Linked DNA regions of Danio rerio: all the other regions are linked to region 1. Evidence: chromatin contacts called from public Micro-C data. All regions are on one chromosome and are shown on one strand. The core of a region is the stretch at or near the end of the contact, and the rest is flanking DNA. Distances in the headings are between cores, read along the strand shown.

Region 1 (4,776 bases), core at 1,321-3,820:
GATTTGAACTGTAGAAGATCGCCTTGACTATGTCATGCCTTAAGACATTAAGTTGCTGCCATGTAATTGGCTGATTAGAAATTTGCATTAACAAGCAGTTGGACAGCTTTACCTAATAAAGTGGCCGGTAAGTGTGTATTTTGCAAACATTTGCCATTATGCACTTCCCGACTTGATAAATGATTTCACAGAAATGCCTGACATTATACACTACACAACTGAGGATTATATACTATCAGACTTTCAGGTCTTTCCAAGCACAACAAACTTGCCTAGAAACATGTGGCTTGCTGATAGAAGATGCAGGACAGATGAAGCAAATGTGGAAATATACTGTGCAGGAGATGAGCACAGTAAACAAGCACAATAAACAAGCCGCTGATCACCACCCAACTTGCTGTTGTGATTGTTGTCCATGTAATGACAGCGTTTGTTCTTCAGCAAAATATATATTTTTTTCTTGTCTATGGTGGAGCTCCAGTTCAATTTCTTCTTTACCTCTGTGATTTTGTGCCCTTTAAACATTCTTGTTTATCTAAAAAACTATGCTAAAGACCGATATTCTGCTATAATAATGTGCTTTACGTGCCAGAATGTCTGTCTTTGTTTTGGTTCTTTTAACCCACCCAATGCCAGTTTAGCCAATTATATTTCAGCACCGCGGGTGGCCTTTGTGGAAGACCGTGTATTTCATTCATTCAGTCAGAAAGGCACTTAAAGTATGCGCCTGTGACCGAAATGTGACCTCCGGTGGACAGTAGCAGACTCTGAAATGAGAAGCAGATTCGGCGTTCCATATGAGGTCATCAGTAATTAGCAAATAACATAAACATTCCAAATGTATACATTTGTTAAGCAGGTTACATTGTAACACCATGTCCGAACAACACGCTACATGACGAGATTTGCAGTGATAAGCAATTTGGCTGTTGCACCAGACAAAACACAACAGAAATTTAAATACAGCCATTCAGAAGCACTGAAAATTGCACTCACTGCAAAACGAAATGGTAAGGTTTATAATCTAATTAATACATATTAATATTAATATTATTGCCGTCTTTCGGATGAGACGTTAAACCGAGGTCCTGACTCTCTGCGGTCATTAAAAAAATCCCATGGCACTTCTCGTGAAAGAGCAGGGGTGTAACCCCGGTGTCCTGGCCAAAGTCCCTCTATCGGCCCTTACGATCATGGCCTCCCAATCATCCCCTTCCACCGAATTGGCTCGATCACTGTCTCTCCACTCCACCTATAGCTGGTGTGTGGTGAGCGCACTGGCGCCATTGTCCTGTGGCTGCCGTCGCATCATCCAAGTGGATGCTGCACACTGGTGGTAGTGTGGAGAGACCCCCCTCATGATTGTGAAGCGCTTTGGGTGTATGGCCATACACAATAAATGCGCTATATAAATACACATTAAATTTACATTTAAACCTTTACCTTTAACATTATTAAATGTACATGCTAAATTACTGATATGTGTTGGCTTGCACTAAGTCACAATTCTTTGACAATTTATAATAAATATATAATTTTAAATTTAAATTTATAAAAGTTAAATAGGTGAACTATCTGCTGCTGCTACTTTCATGCAATAAATGGCATGTAAAATGGCATTCAAACGCTCATTATTAGCATTTAACATGGAATAAAGCACATGAGGTGTAACTGAGGTGATCATTGTCAGTTTATTCTGTTGTTCAGCTGCAAGGATTAGAAGCCTTTTCTAAAGTATATATTTCAGGTGTTGGTTAGAACAAAAACTCATTTTAATATGGAAAATATTCCTTCTATTGCACTTTATTGCTCATATTTAGAACATAGTTTAAATCAGTCTTTAGTTTCAATAGTCAAGCACACTCTTGTTGCTGTTGTCAATCTGGCAACCTGTGCTTGCGTGTTTTAAACCAGGAGTGCAATACCAAGTTCAACCACTGGGTGTCAAACTTACATAATTGGCTGAACTATGAGTGGATATCCTCCGACTGGATGCAATCAAACAATGAAGCTAAACAACTTGAGTCTGTGACTGCTATACACTATGCAATTTATTTGAAATCTGCATTCTCTGACTTTTAGCAGCTAGTTTTGAGTAGGTTGAGTTTAGTACTGTGTGTCAGCCACTTTATTCTGTCCAGTAAAATATGTCATATAGTAGTGCACTGAAACATCCACAATAAAGTGCTCAAAACTATGCAGCAAAACATCAGAGTGCAATTGTTTTTTTTTCTGTTTTTTTTTCTTTTCTCTAGGAACTTATCTGCATTAACTAATTTGCATATTTCCATTAGTGAACCAGGTGGTAAGATACCACAAAACAAACAATTCTACCATTCTCTTTCTTTCTGAGACCAACATCTGTGTCATTTCTCACACTTCTTTCAGTTAAACAAACACCAAGATGTATCTCAAACTGTGAGAACCATTTGTTTGTGTTGAAATCAAGACAGAAAGTATTGAGAAATTGCACAATCGAGCATTTTCTCAGGCTTTCTCACTGTTTCATGGGACCTGTGCTCATGATAAGAAGGGACCGGTTCGCAAGTGAGAGACGATGAGAAGAAAGGAAGGTATAAAAGAGAGGGAGGAAATAGAAGAATGAAGGAAATTGTGACGGAGAGGGGCACATCTGGGCTGCGTATATAGTGCCTTTTCTTGCCTTTTTTTCCTGTGTGTTATAAAAAAAGAGAGAAGTTGGACGAAGCTAGACTGACGCTAATCTCCCGGAGGAAAATGAAATAAAATGGCCAAGTTTTACTACAGTGTGTGTGTGTGTGTGTGTGTGTGTGTGTGTGTGTGTGTGTGTGTGTGTGTGTGTGTGTGTGTGTGTGTGTGTGTGTGTGTGTGTGTGTGTGTGTGTGTGTGTGTGTGTGTGTGTGTGTGTGTTTAACGGTGGGTGTGTTTAACGGTGGGTGTGTTTAACGGTGGGTGTGTGCCCATGACTTATATCTCATGGGGGAGGACTGAAATAAAGTTGCCAGCAATCAGACCACCTGATTCTTGGAGCCACAGTGCCCCCTTTTGGTTCATAAAAACTTCACCACCACATTACCATGCAGCCACTATCCCAAACTGCCCTTGAATGCTGCATTGGTGTTCTCATATACTTTTAAATGTGTATTTTATTACATATGCATGCATATTTGTGGGTGCGTGACCGAGTGGCTCACATTTCCTGCGTCTTTGTTTATAGTTGAAGTTTTCATAGAGTTCTATGGTATGTAAGTGGTTAAGTGTCTGTTTTACTGTTGAATGTTCACAGGCAGCCTATACTGTATGTGACACGTACATCTTATTTCAGCAGCGTTGACTGTACCTGTTTCATCCTGCAGGGGGAGGTTAATAAAAACTTTATAACTTTTAAACTTTTATAACTTTTGTATAACGTTTTTGCCATTTTTAGACGGGAAAAGGTATTTTAAAGTCTAATCTTAGTAAGGGGTCATATGCTTTTTTTGCTAAAATGAGAGTTGTAGTGTGGTACTTTTTTAAACAAATAATGGAGAGATGTGCACAAAGTAACACTTTTTGGTTTTGGCCAAATAATGAACAAAGTAATGGGGTTAGATAAACCATATATATATATATATATATATATATATATATATATATATATATATATATATATATATATATATATATATATATATATATATTTTTTTTTTTTTTTTTTTTTTATATATATATATATATTTCTTTTTTTTACTAACGAAATACAAACCTCTTCTACAAATGAACAATGAATTTATGCTCGCCAGACTCATAGTTTCTGTGCAGTATTGCCAAAATTACCAGGAGTAAAAATGTTACTATTTACCTCACCTGCGAGCCAAGTTGTAACAGTCAGAGGGTTATTTGTAACATGTGCTTAAATAGCAGATTTCACACAATTAATTTAAATGCAGATTACTTTAAATAGTAGCTATATTTCCTCAGTACTTGGCTCAATTTTTTATTCTACATAACACAGCATGTTTGTTTGTTTATTTATTTATTTATTTATTTATTGGATAAACACATTTGGATTTATTTCCATTATTACCCATTTATCCATTAATATACAATGCATTTATGTGCATTATAGCGATAAAAAATTCTATTTAAAAAATATTTTCTATTAAAAAACATTTTGATATAAAAAGTTCTTAACATAATAATCAAAATTCCAAAATGATTTTGTTAGTTTATGGTGTACACTGTGGTTGTTCAATAGAGAAGATTAGCACATATTCAAAAATATGAATGACAAGTTTTTGGTATACTGTGCTCAAGTAATTACTTAAATCGTTTAAGTAAAAAAGTATAATCATTAGCTCATTAAAAAAAAAAATCAACATTACAAATTCTAAGAAAAAAAACCTACGTAAAACAGTAGAACTTGAAGACTCCGTTTTGTTTTCTACACAGACTCATATTTATAATTAACATTTGCTTTCTCTATTGCCCCCCATTTTGCCTGTCAAATAAAAATGATGTGTGTTTTACATACATGTTGAGCAGAGACAGAGGAGTAAATAAGAAATGTAGTCACCGCAGATGGATGGCTGAATGCACACAGAAAAGGAGAGATCTGTAGTTATGAAACAGGGTGAAACAAGACAGGATGTCATAAACATGTCTTTCAGGGTTTGTCTCTGAGGACCACAGTGTGTTCATTGAGAACGTCAACACCCATTTCTTCAACACTCACTCTTACAGTGTGTGTGTGCGTGAGCGTGAGCGTGCACGTGCGGAGATATGCTTGTTGTACACCAGAGCCGTATGTTTGTTTTT
Region 2 (4,776 bases), core at 892-3,391, 240 kb after region 1:
CAAGTATGTATTAGGGGGCAGTTGAGGCTTAATGGTAAGTGAGTTGGTGTATTGTACTACACTCTCTCCGTCTTTGATACCCAGCTGTGGTGCCCTTAAGAAGGCACATAACTCCTAATTGCTAAATCACTAAATGTGTTTGTCTGTGTGTTCTCTTCATTAAAAATGTGTGTGTGCAAAGCAGAGGACCAATTTCAAGTATGGGTAAAACCATATTTGACATGGCTCGCTTCACTTCATACAAGGTCATGACAATGGTTTTCCCTGGCGGAAGTGGCCTCTTTCAGCAGGATAATCCAATGCTCACATTGTTTCGGAATTGTTTGAGGATCGTGTAATGAAGTCTTCAAGGTGTTGCCCTGACCTACACATACCTCAAATCTCAATCCATGCGAGCATCTGTAAAATATGCTGGGCCAACAAGTTTGATCTAAGACGGCTCCAACTCTACAGGACTGTTGGCCTTGATGTTGGATGACACGGGACAGCATCCGGAGTCTTGTAGAATCCATGTCTCAGCAGGTTGTAATGTTCAGGCATGTGCATGGAGAACTTGCAGAAAATTAGGGTGATTTCACATCAGGCTGGTTGTTTATGCATATATGAACAAGGTCATTGTTCTTGGATCTATGCCAAAACAGTTGCTCTGAAATTGCCTGAATGAGGTGATGAGAAAGCAGTCCAACCCAATGGACCAATGAACAAGGCTTTCTTACAATGTATGTTATTTCATAACACTGCATGAAAACGAACTGTGTTTGTTTTTTATGCCTCTCAGAAATAATCGGTAAATCTCCAGCAATGACAGATGACATGCCAAATTGAACCTCGGAAGAACGTGGATGAACAGTGGTTCAAATCACAAAATAACAACTGAAGCCTTGACTCTTATTAAAAATTAAAAACTAATATAAAATTAGCTGCAAAGATGTTGTAACCCAATGTCGTGGGGACGTTGCATTTTGTTTGGAAATAAAAATCAGATTGATGTCGGAACCCAACATCAGGCTGACGTCATTGTCCAATGTCCTACCTAAAATCAACCAAATATCAACATCTAATGTAACAGCTTGACGCTGTGTAGATGTTACCACTACGACATCTAACAGATGTTGGATTTTGATTGCCATGCCTGACGAAGAAATGTCAGTATTTGATGCCAATATGACGCTGGTTTAAGATGTTGGCTTAATGTTGGATTTAGGTCACTTTACACCACAATCTAAAATCAACCAAATTATATCAACGTCGTTTGATGTCGTTATTGGATGTCAAAATAATCATGTCCTTAGACCCTAGCTATGCACTGAATTTTGGTCACCTGACATCACAACCTGATATGAGCAGTATGAGCACTTTGACTAATAAGATGCATTTACTTGCATGCGACAAACTTCGATTATTAAAAAAAATATTGATGGTAAAACTGTACTGAACCAGAATTAAACTGTCTTAGGCACTTCAGCACATCTTCATAACGTTTTGGCTCATTGGTGTATAAAATTACAGCTAACCTTTTATATTTAAGACATTTCTCTGGTACTTACATTAAGTATATTTATTGTGTTTTAGCTTTCGATGTTTTTGCTTCTCTCTATTCTGAGTCACTCTGGATCCTGCTGAATAATAATTTAGTCTACAAAGCTTATTTATTCATGTGCGTACTAAAGCTATATAGCCTAATGAATGGTATGGCTATGACTAATTCTGTATTTCTACTAAATGTGGTCATAAGTATTGTTAGAAAAGACCTTAAAAAGTTACCCAAATTCGTTATAAGAATGCAAAGTAATGTCAGTGAATCATTGCAGTATACGTTCTAATCAAATAGGGCTTCTTCACTTAATGAGCGACCATACTATTTTGAGGCTGTGTGATCATTTGTAGCTCCCTGTATCATTTTTCTTATCTCTGCACTTCCCATGGAATGCTCCGAGCTCCATCAGACAGGCTTCAGTCCTGATTCATGCCTATTTTAGTGCCGCTTAAACATACACAAACATAACCTGTGACTTTACAGTAATAAGGCTATAAATGCCTTACACAGACAGCTTGAAATTCCTCTGAACGTCCTATAAGCACAAACTACTGGGAAGGGTTACTCCATGCCGATTACTTCCGTTTGTCCAAAGCTGAACCTGCTGGCGTGTTTTTATTGGATTAAGCGCGCCCTCTATAGGATAAACTGTGCATTTATATGATTGTTTATGTCGTTGCTGTTTACATTAGCTATTTTGAAGTTATATTAATCCAAGAGTTACATAAGCTAAATTGATATTATCATATATTTCAATTTGAGTCAATTTATTATTATCACATATGCCTATCATTCTTCTCTGTTACTCTAACAGCTAGGTCTGAGTTTTTTATGTTAGCTATACTGACTGCTAAATATGTAGCCTACTGATGTTTAATTTCTTTATGAGTCATTATCACTCTACAGTCTTTAGGATAATGTATATTCAATTAAATTTTATTTTTTTCCAAAAAATAAAAAATAAATAAAGTGTAGGATTTTTTATTTAACCACATTGTATTTATTAGACCTTAGCCTGTTGGTCAAGCTCCAGCCGTCTTTATAAATAAACTCCAAGCAGACAAACGGTAAACAAACCTCAACTTGCGTCCACCCTGTCATGGACAAATTCAAACTAGTATAAGTATATTTTCATTGCAGTGTGATTATAAAATGAATATTTTCAGAAAGATAATGTGTCCCTTTACCAACCCAACTTTAGAGATTATGGAAATGTCTATTTATAATAATGAAATACGTTACGGATAAAACATTTATTTCCCAATAAAATATGCAATCATTGCACATTCTTTAAAAAAAAACACCAGCATCTAAAATAGTTTGTCAAACTTTTAAACAATATTACCTAGCCCTTATTGGTTAATTAAGAAATCACACACAATGTTTTGATGATTATAATAATTTGTTTATTTTCATCAAGTTAAACATGACGGTGGAAAACAAGATGACAGGGTGGACATTGGCATGCATTTTTATTTCAAACAGTCAATGAGCTCCATAATATGGACTTTTAAAGAGACGGGTATTGCCAAAAGGTTTGTGGTGTCCACTCATGTATTGTATCTACTGGTGTAGTGTGTGTGTGTGTGTATACGTGTTGTACCTTAAAACATTAACTAATTAACAATAAGATATTAAATAAATATATAATTAAAGTGTCAATAACAATGCATATGTACCCCCTGTGAAGGAAGGATTTGTCAATGTGTGGACAATGACACTTTTGGCTAAAGATAGCATTTATTCAACACATTTTGCACCTGCAGCTGCATGGCAAAGTGTTTCCCTGTTCAAGCTGTTTGTACAGTTTAAAAGCTATAGTTTTGATTTCTGAATTATTTTATATGAATTAATATTTTATTATGACAGGGAGTAAGGGGGGCGTGTTAAGCTTGACAACATTTTAGTTTCAAACACAATATGAGGAAAAATATGTAACATAAGTGTAGATTACTGTGTGCACAGAAGATGTTTTAATCTCGAAAGAAAGGCAAAATGGGCAGGAGGATTCTAATGAGTACATCAGAGGATTTCTTAAAATGGCATTTACCTCATGACAGGGTGGACAGCTATTTCAAGAACACATGCAAAATGAATAATAATATTATGAAACCAAAATAAAAGTTATCTAAATTACTTATTTTATATAATAAATTGTTAAAGACAATCTTTTTTTAATTTTTAAACTCACTAAACATGGCAAAATCACATCCATTCAATAAAAAAAAATATGGCAAAATTGACAACATTTCAAAACACATAATTCTACCTGCATGTGTGTAAAGATTTAACCAACTATATTAAAACATCAGAATTTCATTATTTCGCAATATGTTCATAAAGGACTGATTCAATCTTGTGGGACATCAAAGGCATCTTATAGTGCTAATGACCCTTATGCGTTATAAATTGTCTTTTCAATAGCCTCTTGAATTTAAATATTTCAGGTCTCTTCTTTTTCTTCAGTATGATCAAATAGTTTAAAGTTGTGTTACTGGCAACGTGTGACAGTCAGTCAAGGATTTCCTGTGCCCTTAATTTTGTTTTCCATGTTAGTCATTAATAATATCCTTAATGACATCATCCTCCAGGATGTGACATCATTTCAGAGGACAACAACAACAGCAATATCGGTAAGTATTAGCATGGATGTTGTGGTTTCACCTCACTGAAAACAATGATCACAGACTATCAAAATTCAAGGATCAAAATCAACATTTCAAGATTGATTTTAAAAATAATAATAATAAAACCAAGTTCATCTTGTGTAACCTTATCTATACTCACTGGCAATATGTATATATAGGATAATACTTTAACCATTTTTTATACAAACTTGTTTTAAGAATACAGCACTAATTATTAACACAAACGTCAGTAATCAAAAAGTGTGACATGCAACACACTAATTTTGTTTTTGTTTTTTTCATCGCCCTCTGATGATTTTAGGTTAGTATTGCTGCTGATGACACAACACATTTGGTCCGAGAAGAGTCACATTGTCATCTCCATCTGTACGGTGTCAAAGTGTGCATAACATGACTGAACAGAACAGGATGACAATAATCCAGTTTCTTTATTTTGTCATCATTTACTCATACCCTCAAGAGTTTTCCCATGCTCCACAGGGAGGAAAATGGGTTCGGGAAATTATGATGGTCAGTAAATAATGACAGGATTTCTTTTTTGGGGCATCTAAATATCCCTTTGAGCTGGAACAGAAACCCACAAGGGCAGCT
Region 3 (4,776 bases), core at 1,024-3,523, 130 kb after region 1:
AGTCTGTGGAAGGCACTGTGGACCTGGTTGTAGTCCTCGCTGGCAGACACTTCATAAAAGGAGCAGCTCAATGCTGAAGACAGCACGGGACCTTCTTGAGCATCAACACGCCTCACATGAAGGAGATCGGCTTTATTGGCTACTAGGATGATCGGTATGGACCTATCAGAATGAGTGCGGGTTACAAGCTGGTGAAGCTGGCCAATGAGATCGAAGCTTTTGCGGTCTGTAACTGAATAGACCATAACTACAGCATCTGCCCATTGAATAGAGCGAGACACGTGGTCAGTGCAGCTCAATCCATTAGCATTCACCTGGAAAATAAGAGAAAAAAAGACAACTGTCAGTAATGCAACACATTTGGTTAGAGTTCAAAATTTCTCCAATAGACAACAATGCACTTATTTAAAGCTGCAAAAGGATCACTTGCTATTGGCTACAAACGCTAGGAGATTTATCCAGCTAGACTTACAGAATCTTTCACCCTAGTCCCAAAAAAAAGACGTTCTGTGGTTTTGGATGACTGCCTGGTTCAGCCTTGCATGCCAAACTTGGCACTAAAATCTCTGACTAAAGACGTTTTGAAAGAACTGCCCTGTAATTGAATTAAAAGCCATTCTCTAATTTTGAAAGCGGAGGGATAATTTAGACGGGCTGGTCTACTGCAACCATTCTGAAGTGCTTATTCATATGCCCAAACACGCTGAGCACTGCTGAAGCAGCAGAACCTCCCAACCGCCGCTACAAATAAATAGTCCACAGCTCTGCAGAGTTGGATCTTTTTAATGAATCAAAGTGACCAGTTAAGAACTCTGTTTGAGTTAGACTAGGATTCGCCAAAGTCTTTATTTTATTTTAAATTAATCCAGGTCATAAAATATACAGATTTTGAAGCTGAAACTATTATGCTGGATTCATAAAATGCAAGTCAACAGACACTGGTCATGAGTGAAGTGGCAGCTGTTTGACTTGTATTATTTGAACCACCAAGGACCACAGTTTCAGCTTCTATGTGACTTTATTCATCAGCAGACAATCTTAGATGGCCTGAAGGTAAAAAAATTAACATCGAAATCTTACTTAGGTGTGAATTGCCTTTTTTATTTACACATTTAAAAGCATGCAAAAAAAAAGCATTTCCCATCCTTACACGTTTATTCAATCTTAACATTTTATCATTGGTTTTGTAAATGTGAATTACACTTAGATGAGACGAATCTTAGCTTGATGCAAAGTTGCAATGATCGTCCTTTTCTGATAGAAAAACGTCAAGCAAACATATTTTGGACTGTTTAGATCTTGCGACGCTATACAATCAGTTCAGTTTAATCGTTCGTGTCCAGTTCTTTGATACAAATCGCAGAATTAAGCAGACTTTGCTGTACATGAACGAGCTTCCCCCATATAGGAGTGCAACAGCAGGCTCCCCGCTGGCCAATTAACCCCAAGTGTTAAGCAGAAACCCGGATAAACACAAAAGAAGCGCTGAAAGACAATAGGTGAAGGTATGCGCTCTTTCTACACTTCTCACCCGTGAAGTAGCAGCGTGGGAATGAATGAAAGATGCTCTACGAGCGCTTATAACGGTTACATGTCTCATAAAAAACAAGTGTATTCCTGCATGGCTCATATGTACTCACTTGAACTCCAGGAGTGTCTTGAACTTGAATGGCCACTTGTTCTCCGTCTATCTGCACCTCTCTGGAGTACAGGTTGCCTGTAAAGCGAAAGCGCATAGTTTAATATATTTGACAACAGCAGAAATGGGTTTAATGATTCCTAAATCGGTTGTCTTGTTAGAAAGATGACAAACTTACCAACGTTTCTCTCGTAGTCGCCGATAAACCGCTTAGTGAGGAAACGAACCACCAATGCTGCAAGAAAAAGACCAGAATTTTAACGATAAAGCACACAGAACATTACAGGATGTATTGTGAGAATGTAAAATTGCTCATAGCTTGTCCACAAACTTACCGGTTTTGCCAACCCCACTGCCACCGATGACTGCGATCTTAATGACCCGGCTGGACGGGCAATCGGCGCTCGGGTACTCCGCAATAGTTGACATGTTCTGGATCAGACGCATTTTGGCAAAAGAGCGATAGGAAGATGCTATCCAAAGCTTACGAATAAAAAGGCTTAAGTCAAAATATCCACAGACGCCGTAAAAGCAATGTCAGAATCGAAGACACTGTTTTTCTCTAAATGATAAAGTATATGAATGTTTCCAAATTCCTTCTCCTAGATCTCACCAAGACTTCTACTTGGTTTTCTGAGAGCCGAGACTGGAGCTTGGATGTATTTATACAGCCAGAGAAGCGCTCGGCTCTGATTGGCTACTCAAGACTACGTTCACGCTCCATAGCTCCGCCCACAGCTTCACGTGTTCGCGCTCGCTGTTTATAGCCAAATAAAAGAGAGAGGGAGAGAAAACAGACAGCTGAGGTGTTTCTTTCTCCTGATTAACTGACAGTCGTTTCAGCAAAACCTGCACTAACAGTTGCAGAGGATGAAAATGAGTCGTGTTTTACAAGGTTAGCCGACTAGCCTGTATAAATGAGCCTGCTGAGATTTAAATGAGAGATTTTGAATGAGGCTTTGTGCTGTGATTGCAGATATCGGTAAGTTGTAAATGAGCGACTTCAAACGCGTGTAATGAGAATGTTATCTAGTCCCAATGATCTCTAAGCGCTTAATGTGTCACATTGCAGAGTTTTTTCTTCTTTTGCTAAGTCATTGATCAGCATCCCCACAGATTTGCCTCAGGACCTGTAAATAAATAAATAATCTCTCTCTCTCTCTCTCTCTCTCTCTCTCTCTCTCTCTCTCTCCCCCTCTCTCTCTCTCTCTCTCTCTCTCTCTCTCTCCCCCCTCTATGGATAAGATATGATTCTGTATACGTTTTTTTTGTGATTGGTTTAGTAAGAAAATGTTGGATGAGAGGAGTGACACCTCTGGTGTGATTTTTTTATTTTTTTTATTAGTCCTCAGGTGTTAATTTTGCCTCACATTGTTTTGATTCTCTTTCTTTTTTTTCTTTTTAATTCTGAAAGGGCTGTTTGACTTAAAGGAAATGTTGATCAAAGTTCTTCATGGGATGATCTTTTAGTCTATGCAGCTGAAATATAAATATGAATGTATTACATTGCTAAAAAACAAAAAAAAATTAGCACATATAGCATTTTGTTTGAAGAGGTCAGACACAAAAACTTCTAAATGCCATCTGAACACGTTAATGTTGAGTTATTTCACTGTTAAAGGCAATGAAAAGAGCTTATTCGTCGTTATAACAGTAACATTTCTGAGTCTACACAAGAGTTGGAAAAAAGCTAATTTTAGACGAAAATATCATTTAAAGGGTTTTGCATCTAAACTGTTCATATGCTTATGATAATGAGTTGTCATTTCCATTGGTTGCATATTAGTTCAAATGAATATTATAATTGCTCTCACAATCAATATTTACTTAAATCTGTGTCCTCCACCAGAGCATTTTTCTTTGATGAATCAGAGCGTATTGTGCTAGCCCACTGTACATTGGCCATTAAGCACTATAGATCATTATGTTTGACATATTCTGCCACTGTTTACTCGACACACAGTTATGGGACTCAGTGTACAGCCAAAGGATCTGTAATTGCTTTAGTCGGAGGAGTGTTTTGTGTCTTTATCCAGAACCACAAAAGCTAGGGAGCAGACATTTACCTGTCACCCATTAGCTCAGTTTGCATTCCTGCAAACTGCTGGGACTTTGAGACTGGGATTCCCTCTGCACTGCTAAAAAAGGATTAGTCATTTTGTCCAGTACAAAAATCTAAACATATATAAATCATCACGTTTATTTAATAAGCAAAATTACTTTTTTATTGTAATGTGTTTATGCCTTTTTTAGCAAAATCTAAATTGTACAAATGAATACGTTATACAGTTTATACAATACAAATAAATACATTGAATAAGACAAGACCATCTTAAGTAATTTTTCTTGTTCAGTAAGTGATTTATTGTGACTACTTGAATATTGTCTGATAACATAACACCTTATTTATTTTATGTTTAAAAAGCTCTAAATGACCAAAATTGTGATCAGTTGTATGCAGATTAAAATGTTTACTCATAAATGTATATTGTAAATTAAAATATTTTTTTTCCATTGCTTCATGTTCAATTCCTGCCAAACTTTAAAGGAAAGGTTAACAGTCATCGTGTACTGACCTGTTCCAAACCCTGACTTGTTTTCTTCTATGTATCACAATAGATGATATATTGAAGAACGTTTACCCACACAATGAAAGTCAATGGGGTCCAAAACAACACTGGATCCAACTGACTTCCAATTGAACTGGACAAGAAAAAAAAGCACTGTCACTTTTCATTCTTCAGAACTATTTCTTTAATATATGTAAATGTGGGAACTCTATACGTCACTTTTTTGTTGGAAAATGTGTTTTAAGTCCCTAAGCATCACAATGAGTTGTTTAAGTGGGTGTGCTTTAGTGTCTTCAGCATGTTCTGACTTGTCCCAGTCCCTCAGTAGTAGGCTGGGGAGTGTGTGTTGTTGGGGGATCCCAAAAAAGCCATTGACCGATCCCCCAGTAAAGTATAGCAGAGTCAGTCTGTGTTTGTTTTTTAAACACAAGTTTTAAAATGAAAACGACTACATTTTAGAAAAATATGACTTAAAACGCATGCCAGAAAATAGGTAGCAATAAAATCGTTGTACAAACTGAAGCCTGTATATTCAATTAAACACAAATCATGCCGTTAAAAACTGTT

The links. Hi-C and Micro-C count contacts between places; a contact is called where the count stands out from the background.
Region 2: a Micro-C map of caudal fin shows a contact between it and region 1, with 20 times the contacts expected there. The contact joins two enhancer-like sites. A contact is called at or near these places in 9 of 18 Hi-C or Micro-C datasets (caudal fin, embryo, fibroblasts and 3 more) and 1 of 4 datasets of contacts at active chromatin or transcription factors (caudal fin).
Region 3: a Micro-C map of caudal fin shows a contact between it and region 1, with 5 times the contacts expected there. The contact joins the promoter of rasl11b here to the enhancer-like site in region 1. A contact is called at or near these places in 2 of 18 Hi-C or Micro-C datasets (caudal fin and an unstated tissue) and 1 of 4 datasets of contacts at active chromatin or transcription factors (caudal fin).

The regions. Positions count from the first base shown.
Region 1 is chr20:25,491,716-25,496,491 of GRCz12tu, forward strand. The region is part of intron 5 of scfd2 (sec1 family domain containing 2); the gene reads left to right. Among named protein-coding and RNA genes, the nearest start is that of rasl11b, 130 kb to the right of the region's middle. Within about 2 kb of position 2,571, at least 12 of the 62 cell types and tissues checked have an H3K27ac peak or open chromatin away from gene starts, as enhancers often do. A contact at or near this core is called in caudal fin, where this site is marked.
Region 2 is chr20:25,729,125-25,733,900 of GRCz12tu, forward strand. No RefSeq gene overlaps it. Among named protein-coding and RNA genes, the nearest start is that of spata18, 40 kb to the right of the region's middle. Within about 2 kb of position 2,142, at least 5 of the 62 cell types and tissues checked have an H3K27ac peak or open chromatin away from gene starts, as enhancers often do. A contact at or near this core is called in caudal fin, where this site is marked.
Region 3 is chr20:25,624,360-25,629,135 of GRCz12tu, forward strand. rasl11b (RAS-like, family 11, member B) reads right to left here and starts at 2,274. Exons shown (of 4, transcript NM_200140.1): 1 at 1,975-2,274; 2 at 1,818-1,874; 3 at 1,641-1,717; 4 at 1-314. The coding sequence starts at 2,086. LOC108180337 (a long non-coding RNA gene) reads left to right here and starts at 2,429. Exons shown (of 2, transcript NR_170103.1): 1 at 2,429-2,621.